Linked DNA regions of Sus scrofa: region 1 is linked to region 2. Evidence: chromatin contacts called from public Hi-C data. All regions are on one chromosome and are shown on one strand. Each heading gives the region's core, a stretch centred on a gene start, on an enhancer-like site or on the middle of the called end of the contact. The rest is flanking DNA. Distances are from core to core; before and after follow the strand shown. Region 1 overlaps FCRL4 (Fc receptor-like protein 4). Region 2 has its middle 49 kb from the start of CD5L.

Region 1 (4,898 bases), core at 2,188-4,687, 210 kb after region 2:
GCACTTGCCATGTGTCAGGAACTGTTCAAAGCACTTTATATATGTTAACTTAAAATACAAGTACTACTATAGTTACCATTATATCCATTTTACAGATGAGAAAAATGAGGCATAGTATTTACAATACAAGTACTACTATAGTTACCATTATATCCATTTTACAGATGAGAAAAATGAGGCACAGCTAGTAAGGGGAGGAACTGTGATTTTAACCCAAACCTGATTTTAGCATCTGTGCCTTCCTTTCTTTTTGTTGTTCCCATTATATTGAGATAAAAAGGACCTATAACACTGTGTAAATTTAAGGTGTACAATGATTTGCTACATGTATATATTTCAAACTGGTTACCACAATGAGTTAGTACATCCATCACTTTACATAGTTCCAATTGTGTGTGTGTGATAAGAACTCTTATAACATCTGCTATCTTGGCAAACTTCAAATATACAGTATAGTATTGTTAACTATAATGACAATGCTGTACATTATATTTCCCAAACTTATTCATTGTATAACTGGAAGTTTGTATCCTTTCACCATCTTCACCATTTCCCCCACCCTCCACCCCCAATCCCTGGCAACCATTCTTTGTTTTTATGAATCCTTTTTTTTAAAGATTCCATATATAAGTGAGATCACACAGTATTTGTCTTTCTCTCTGTCTACTTATTGCACTTAGCATAATGCCCTCAAGCTTCATTCATATTGTTGCAAAAGGCAGAAATTTATTTTTTCTGACTGTGTAATATTCATATACTCACATTCACCATATTCACATTCCATTATGGTGGAACATTTTATATATATATATATATGATATTTTCTTTGTTTATTCATACATCAATGGACACTTTGGTTGCACATGTCTTAGCTATTGTAAATAGTGCTACAATAAACACGGGGATGCAGCTATCTCTTCAACTTAGTAATTCCATTTCTTTTGGATATATACCTATAAGTGGGATTTCTAGATCACATAGTAGTCTGTTTTTAATTTTTCAAGGAACCCACGTAATGTTTTCCATAGTGGCTACACCAATTTACACTTGCACTAACAGTGTTCAAGTGTTTTCTTTTCTCCACATCCTCACCAACACTTGTTATTTCTTGTCTCTTTTATAAAAGCCATTAGAACAGGTGTGAGGTGCTATCTCACTGTGGTTTTGATTTGCATTTCCCTGATGACTAGTGATGTTAAGCCCATTTTTACATACCTATTGGCTTTTACATGTCTTTTTGTAGAAATGTCTATTCATATCTTTTTTAATCAGTTTTTAAAATTGGATTATTTGGATTTTTTGCTATGGAGTTGTGTAACTTCATTATTAGGTATTAATTCTTTATCAGGTAGATGATTTCCATGTATTTTCTCTCATTCTCTATTGCCTTTTATTTTGCTGCTTATTTCTTTTGCTGTGCAGAAGTGTTTTAATTTGATGTAGTAGTATTTGCTTATTTTCACTTTTGTTGCTTGTGCTCATGGTATCACATGCAAAAAGTCATCACCAAAGCCAATGTCAAGGAGTTTTTCCACTGTGTTTTCTTCTAGGAGTTTTATGGTTTTATGTCTTACAATTAAGTTTTTAATACATTTCAGGTTATTTTTTGTGAGTGGTAAAAGATAGAGATCCAGTTTCATTCTTTTGCATGTAATTATCAAGTTTCACCATCATCATTTATTAAGACATTATTTTCTCCATTGAATATTCTTGGCTCCCTTGTCAAACATTAGCATGGATTTATGTCTGAGCTCTTGATTCTATTCTATTGTATTATGAATTTGTTTTTATGTCAATACCAATCTGTTTTGATTACTCTAGCTTTGTTATATAGTTTGAAGTTAGGAAGTGTGAAGCCCCCAGCTTTGTTTTTTAGCTTCAGAATTGCTTTGGCTATTTGATGTCTTTCGTGGTTCCAAAAAAATTTGGGGATTTAAAAAAAATTTCCTTTAAAAATGTCAATGGAATCTTAATAGAAATTGCATTGACCCTGCAGATGGCTTTGAATAGTATGGACATTTTAACAACATTAATTCTTCAATCCACAAACACAGGGTATCTTTCCATATATTTGTGTCTTCAGTTTTCTTCAACAATATCTTACAGTTTTCAATGTATAGATCTTTCACCTTCTTGGTTAAATTTACTGGTAGGAATTGTTTTTTTGACGCTATCGATGATAGGATTTTTTTCCCTTTATTTCTTCTTCAGCTAATTCATTGTTATTGTATAGAAACACAACTGACTTTTGCATGTTGATTTGTATCCTACAACTCTACTAAATTCATTTATTAAATCTAACAGATATTTTTGTGGAGTGTTTATGATTTTCTTTATATAAGATCATGTCATCTGCGGAAACAATTTTTCTTTCTACTTTCTAATTTGGCTGCCTTTTATTATTTTTTTCCTCTCCTAATTGCTCCAGGTAGGACTTCTAGAACTATGTTGAATAGGAGTGATGAGAGAAGACATCCTTATCTTAGAGAATTGATCTAATGGAAAAATCAGAATTCTCCAACAATTTAGTTTATATCTTCTGTCAGTTTCTTTCCCACCTTACCTTCAAAGCACATAAGACTCAGTCTTCTATGGGGAATGAATCTGGTGTCGTTTCTGTTGTGGTGTCTATATATATACATATATTTAAGAAGAACAATCTATGAGTTATTGCTGGCTCAACTAGTGCCCTAATCAGCAGTGATATTCCTTTTTTTCTCAGGCAGGCTGCTGTTCCCAAGTTAGGCACTTAACATCTTTCCAGATGTCTGGGGGAAATTTCTAAAAGGCCAGATTACAAGAATACAGGATAGATAGACGGATAGATACATAGACAGATACATAGAGATACATAAATAGATACATAGACAAATAAAGAGATAAATACATAGGCATAGACTTCCCCTCAAATGTTAATTTCTGAAATGATGTCTGTGGGTTGGTGCAGGGAGCTGGCTACCTTTTCTTCCTTTTGCCACAATCCACCCAGACTCTTGCCTTCAACCCCTTCACAGTGAGTCACTTCCTGTCACATTCAGGCTCTGTGCTGCCCATACACAGAAACCAGCTTCCTGTGTCACATCAGCCCTGATATAGTCCTCAACAGCCCCCATGAGTCCTAGCTTTTAGATTCCTCCCTCTCCCAGGGATCAGGACACCAGCCAGGCTGAGGAAAGTTTCCAGGGATTCCTGGCAATTCCAGGCCCTAGACCCCACTCCCTGAGGCTGATACAGGCTTTTCCCCTCCAGGTATGCCAGGGAACAGAAGAGGCCTCGTGGCTGCGGGTGCCACTGGGGGGACACTCAGCTTTCTTCTTCTGGCTGTGGCCCTGCTGTTTTACTGCTGGCACCAGAGGAAACCAGGTTTGTGTTCTCTCTTACCTTTGCCAGAGTCCACGCCCTATCTCTGCCTTAGACACCCCAGCTTATCGCAGCCTTGGTAACTCCCACACCACCATTCCCCCCCTCACCACCCCAACACTCACAGACACACTCACACCCTTTCTTCAGATGGCAGTTTCAGATTAGCAGATTTCTAATCTGGTTTACGAAGCCTCAAGTGAAATGTAGGGAGGAAATAAACATTTTACTTTTAACTTTAATGTTACTTTAAATATTTTACTTTTAACTTTAATGTTAAAACACTTTTTAACAGTTTCCTTGGGTAGTTTCTTTGGTTCCAACGGACTGGCCAACTGGGTACTTCAGCCCATTGTACATCCCTCGCAAGTGGACGATCAAAATAAACTGAAAGGCCCTATGAAGAAATGACTGAGAATGGGAGCTGGCTAACCTCTACCCTTCTTCTTCCTCAGAGACTTCCCTGAGTCGAAGCCTGAACCCATCATCTTGTATTCCAATGGCCGTGCTCTCCACAAGCCAGCCTGCTGGCTCCCCCTCTACCCAGGGGAGAGAATTTATCCCAGGTACCACCTGCCATGTGCTTCCAATGGCTTCTTGCCTTAGCCCAGGTCAGGCTAGCTTCAGATGCCAGAAAACCTGGTGTACAAGACAGGCACAGAAACATGTTCAGCTTGAGAACAATTATCCACATCCTTCATCTCTGTTTCTTGGTTTAATTCAATTCAATTTACCTCACCATGTCCTTCTGGACACCATCCGTGTGCCTTGCATTGGGCTGGATGCAGAAGCCGTGGGCCTCTAACCATGAGCCTCCTTAGCAAGCCCATGTCGGAACTTGAGCTTCCTCTAGGCAAAACCACAGATGCACCTGCAAATCCACCTATAGCCCCTCACTGCTCTGAAAGAAAGACAGTTTGGTTATACGTAGTATTTTAACACAGCCTTAAACCCTTAATCAAGTCTCAGATAATTGCATATTCAATCCAGGAATGTGTAGTCCAGTCCCAAGCAAATTATATGCTTTGTTCAATTCTTTTTCACATCATTTTCATGGGAATTCGAGACAGGGCCCATGTTTGAAATGATTTTTTTCTGGTGATCTCTCTTAGGCAAGCAACTGTGTGTGAAATATTTGAGAAAGAGCTCCCCCTGCTGACCCAAATCTGCCTTTGCTTTATTTTGCAGGAGATGGTTTACTGGGAGACACAACCAGGTGAGGTTGTAAGAATAAAAGATACAGAATTGCAGAGCTGCAGAATTAGGCCAAGTGATTTCTCTATGTCCCTGTGGTTAGCTGCTCCCACTTTCTCATTCCTTGAAATGGCCACAATCGCAGCTTCCCAGGAGCTTTCTAATAGTTTGTGTAATGGATTTTACGTGTATTTAGGTTAGTTCTTATTTGATATTGATCCCTTCATCTAAATGGATGCCGCCAAAGGTTATAGATTTTCTAGGTTGGCACAGAATATTTCTGGTACAGGTAGTCCTATAGTTAGATAATGTATTACTATAACTATGTATAAAATGACGATTGG
Region 2 (4,870 bases), core at 451-2,950:
TTTATATTATCTTTCATCATGTTCTATCCCAAGAGGCTGGATATAGTTCCCTCTGCTCTACAGTAGGCCCTCATTGCTTATCCATTCTAAATGTAATTGTTTGCATCTCCTAACCCGAAACTCCTGTCCATCCCACTCTCTCCACCAGCACACTGGATTTAAAGAGGTCTTTACATACATGTGTCTTATGCTAGATTGTGAAATTCCCTCAGAGTGAAGCACTGTATGACTCATCTTTCTCACTCTGTACCTCAGGCCATGCATGTTATATAATTAGAAGTTTAATAACAACACCTCTGAAGCATTAGCAGTTGATATATCAGTTCTGAACATTCCAGCAGAAATTTAGCACTGAAAGCATCACTTTCCTTTTGCGTGTCAATTCAGCTCAGTTTGCTCGCAGAGTAATGAGGACAAGGATCTGGTGAAGAATGCCTAGTCTCTCCTTTTGCATGGGCGAAAGGCACGTCTGTTCAGATCAGCTCCAGGATCTAAGAACAGAAGCTGCTGGTAGTTACGGTCAGCCCGACACAAAAGGGCAGCTTAACTTCAGGCCACCTCTTCAAAAAACTGAGTAACAGGATACCTTGGCAGGACAAGTTTCCTCTATTCATATCTGGCTGCTTATTTTATCATCTAGTGTTAGGAAAAGGAGAAGAGAGGTGTTTTTAAAAAAAATTTTTTCTTTTTAGTGATTTTTATTTTTTCCATTATAGTTGGTTTATAGCGTTCTGTTAAGTTCTACTGTACAGCAAAGTGACCCAGTCACACATATAGATACATTCTTTTTCTCACATTATTCTCCAGCGTGTTCCATCATAAGTGACTAGATATATAGTTCCCTGTGCTACACAGCAGGATCTCATTGCTTAACCATTCCAAATGCAAGTTTGCGTCTATTAACCTTAAAACCCCAGTCCATCCCATTCCCTTCCTTCCCCATCCCCCAGAAACCACAAGTCTGTTCTCCAAGTCTATGAGTTTCTTTTCTGTGGAAAGATTCATTTGTGCTGTGTATTAGATTCCAGACATAAGTGACATCATATAGTATTTGTCTTTCTCTTTCTGATGTATCTCACTTGGTGTGAGAGTCTCTAGTTCCATCCATGTTGCTGCAAATGGCATTACTTTGTTCTTTTTTATGGCTGAATAATATTCCATTGTGTATATATACCACATCTTTTTAATCTATTCATTTGTTGATGGACTTTTAGGTTGTTTCCAAGTCTTGGCTACTGTGAATAATGCCGCAATCAACATACAGGTGCACATATTTTTTCAAGGAAAGTTTTGTCCAGATATATGCCCAGGAGTGGGATTGCTGGATCACATGGTAGTTCTACATTTAGTTTCCTAAGGTACCTCCATACTGTTTTCCATAGTGGTTGTACCAATTTACATTCCCACCAACAGTGTAGGAGGGTACCCTTTTCTCCACACCCAGGAGAGGTGTTTTGATTGATTTTTCTGCCTTGCTCGCTGAAACCAACTCTGTGAGAGAGTGGAAGTTCTCAAGGAGGTGGTGGGATATGAGTTAGAGATCTGATTGCTCGGAAAACAGTTTCAATCAGCTCCCACCTCAACACACAGGAGTGCCTGCTCTCATGCAGAGTGAAAGTGTCTGTGTGTGAGTCAAGGGTGGAGATTCACTCACCCTAAGGGACTGTTCTCTGTGCATGAGAAGGTTTCAGTAGCCCGTCTGCATGTCCCACAGGGCTCAGAGGTCACAGATTTGAAATGGAATGGATCACAGACTCCCTGACCTCCTGAGAGAGAATCTTAGCTTCCAGACTGATAGGAATGCTTCTCTGAGAGTGACAGTGATATACGAAAGAGGGGAGGGTTATGATGAAGGAATATTTACAAGAATCTAGAATAAAAGGTAGTGACAAAGGGTGTCTTTATTGATTGGAGACAAGGAAAGGGGAAGAATAGCAGTGACTCAGAGATGGTGGCTGGGGAAAGTGAGAGAATGTTGAAATTTATGACAGAAATAGGACAAGAGGAAGGGAACTAGTTCTATGGAAGAAGGGGGTTTTGATTTTGGATGGGTTAAGTTGAGAAGACTGAAATGCATGGACAAATTTCAAATAGTGAGATAATCCTTTAAAACATGGAGATCAGGAGAGACGTTAGGGTACATAATTTTTCTTTTTTTGCTTTTTAGGGCCACACCCCAAGCATCTGGAAGCTCCAGGCTAGCGGTTGAGTCAGAGCTAGAGCTGCTGGCCTACACCACAGCCACAGCAATGCCAGATCTCTGACCCAATGAGCAAGGCCAGGGGTCAAACCCACATCCTCATGGATACTAGTCAGATTCGTTTCCACTGTGCCACAGTGGGAAATCCCTAGAGGATACAGATTTTTATATTATTTGCATAGAAGCCATAGTTATGCTCTGATAGAGATGGGATTCTTTTTTTTTTTTTTCTTTCTTGTCTTTTTGTCTTTTCTAGGGCTGCTCCTGCGGCATATGGAGGTTCCCAGGCTAGGGGTCCACCGGCCTACACCACAGCCACAGCAACAACAGATCTGAGCCATGCTTGAGACCTAGACCACAGCTTATGGCCACACCGGATCTTTAACCCACCGAGCGAGGTCAAGGATCGAACCCTCAACTTCATGGTTCCTAGTTGGATTCATTAACGGCTGAGCCACGGCGGGAACTGCAATGGGATGCTTGAGAGTAGGAAGGCTAGAGGGAAGAACCAGTTCCTGAGAAACAATTCATCCAAAGGATAAAGAAATCCACAAAGGAGAGAGCAAATGTGAGGTTGGAGTAGGCTTGAGCCCTGAGAGATTTGTGGGAACTGGGGAGAGATTTGCCAGAAATATAAGGTTGCAGACTACGTCTAATGCTGCAGAGGAGGAAAGAATGGGGAGTTATACCAGGCTACTGCAATTAGATGTTAGGCGGTCATAAGTAAGCTTTATTTTTTTTCTCTTTTACAATCACACCTGTGGCATATAGAAGTTCAAAGGCTAGGGCTCCAATTGGAGCTGAAGCTGCCGGCCTATGCCACAGCCACAGCAATGCAGGATCTGAGCCACATCTGCAACCTATGCTATAGCTTGTGGCAACACCAGATTCTTAACCCACTGAGCGAGGCCAAGGATCAACTCCCATCCTCATGGATACTAGTCAAGTTTTTAACTCACTGAACCACAACAGGAACTCTGACTAAGCTTTCTTTTCTTTTCTTTTTGTCTTTTTGCTATTTCTTGGGCTGCTCCCGCGGCATATGGAGGTTCCCAGGCTAGGGGTCGAATCGGAGCTGCAGCCACCAGCCTATGCCAGAGCCACAGCAACGCTGGATCCGAGCTGTGTCTGCAACCCACACCACAGCTCATGGCAACGCCGGATCGTTAACCCACTGAGCAAGGGGCAGGGACCGAACCCAAAACCTCATGGTTCCTAGTCGGATTCGTTAACCACTGCGCCACAATGAGAACTCCTGACTAAGCTTTAAATTGATCAAATATGAGATAACAGAGGAAGCTTACTATGGGCTGAGTCGTATATTCTCAAAATTCATTTTTTGAAGTCCTAACCCCTAGGACGTCAGAATGTGTAGAGAGAGGATCTTTAAAGAGGCAATTAAGTTAAAGGGAGAGTACTAGGGTGGGCTATAATCCCCATATGACCAATGTCCTTGTAAGATGCACACAGACACATACAGACAGAAGACCATGGGAAGACACAGGAAGACCATGGCCTTCTGCAAGCCCAGGAGAGAGGCCTCACTAGAAACCAACCCTGCTGACACCTTACAAGACCAAGCGAAGACATATCGAGGCAAAAAGCACTGAATGAAAGTGGAAAAGGCTAAAATCTAGGAGAGAGCTCTAAGCCTCATAAATCTTTGTAATTAAATATCAGGCCATCAAAATACTTGGCACACAGACTGCAGGAAATGGAAGGAGAAATAAACTTAATCACAATGACATTAACAAATGATGCCTGTAGACCCACAGCAGAGCAAGTAGATAAAATATAAGGATGCATGAGATTCCAATGATATGATTAATAAGGAGTTCCTAATGAATATACATTGAATTTTTGATTGTAGTAACAGAGAATTCACATTCTTTTAAATACTCACAGATGCTCTACCAGACTGACACAAAGAAAACTTAAAAAAAAAATGATAAGTGTGATCAAAGTATTTTAAAAATCACACAATTATGGGAAAAGTCCTTTCACCAGATATTTTAAAAAATCCCTCTTGGGAGTCTTGGGCATTTTTCACTGATGTGATTCCTGTTACTGCTGTGGCGAGGGTTCAGTCCCTGGCCTGGGAACTTCAGCATGCCAAGGGTGTGGCCAAAAAAAAAAAAAAATCCCTTTTTCAATCATTTTGAGGTCAAAGAAGAAAACAAAATTGATATTACAGACTTGAAAATAATGATAGTCTAAATACAACCTATCAAAACTTAAGGGCTATGATTAAAACTGGTATTTAGGCAATTGGAAAGAGTACCAACAAGAAAAATGCAAATAAATGAACTAAGTATTGAAATTAAGAACTTAGGAAAATATCAACAAAACTAATTAAGATAAAACAGACATTAATGAATAAAACCAACAGAAAAACCCCAACAGAATATATGAATAAACTCAAAAGCTTTTCTATGAAAAACTGATACGCCACTGAATAGACTAATCAAGAAAGAAGCAACAATGAATAAACATACAACTTTTGAAAACCTACATTGAATGGATGACTTTCTAGGAAAATATGAATTGCCTATTTTTTTTTCAAGAAGAGGCAGCTAAATAAACAGAATAATAATGATGAAAAAAAATGGAATATTATTAGGGAGCCACACCTCCAAACATATCAAATCAGATTGTTTCATATGCTAATAT

The links. Hi-C and Micro-C count contacts between places; a contact is called where the count stands out from the background.
Region 1: a contact with region 2 is called in a Hi-C map of retroperitoneal adipose tissue, with 3 times the contacts expected there. The contact joins two enhancer-like sites. A contact is called at or near these places in 12 of 47 Hi-C or Micro-C datasets (embryonic fibroblasts, fetal heart ventricle, fetal liver and 8 more).

What each region holds. Positions count from the first base shown.
Region 1 is chr4:92,556,089-92,560,986 of Sscrofa11.1, forward strand. It overlaps FCRL4 (Fc receptor-like protein 4), which reads left to right. Exons shown (of 13, transcript XM_021089615.1): 7 at 3,250-3,363; 8 at 3,816-3,926; 9 at 4,549-4,576. Among named protein-coding and RNA genes, the nearest start is that of FCRL4, 16 kb to the left of the region's middle. Within about 2 kb of position 3,438, at least 12 of the 83 cell types and tissues checked have an H3K27ac peak or open chromatin away from gene starts, as enhancers often do. A contact at or near this core is called in retroperitoneal adipose tissue, where this site is marked.
Region 2 is chr4:92,342,886-92,347,755 of Sscrofa11.1, forward strand. No RefSeq gene overlaps it. Among named protein-coding and RNA genes, the nearest start is that of CD5L, 49 kb to the right of the region's middle. Within about 2 kb of position 1,701, at least 3 of the 83 cell types and tissues checked have an H3K27ac peak or open chromatin away from gene starts, as enhancers often do. A contact at or near this core is called in retroperitoneal adipose tissue, where this site is marked.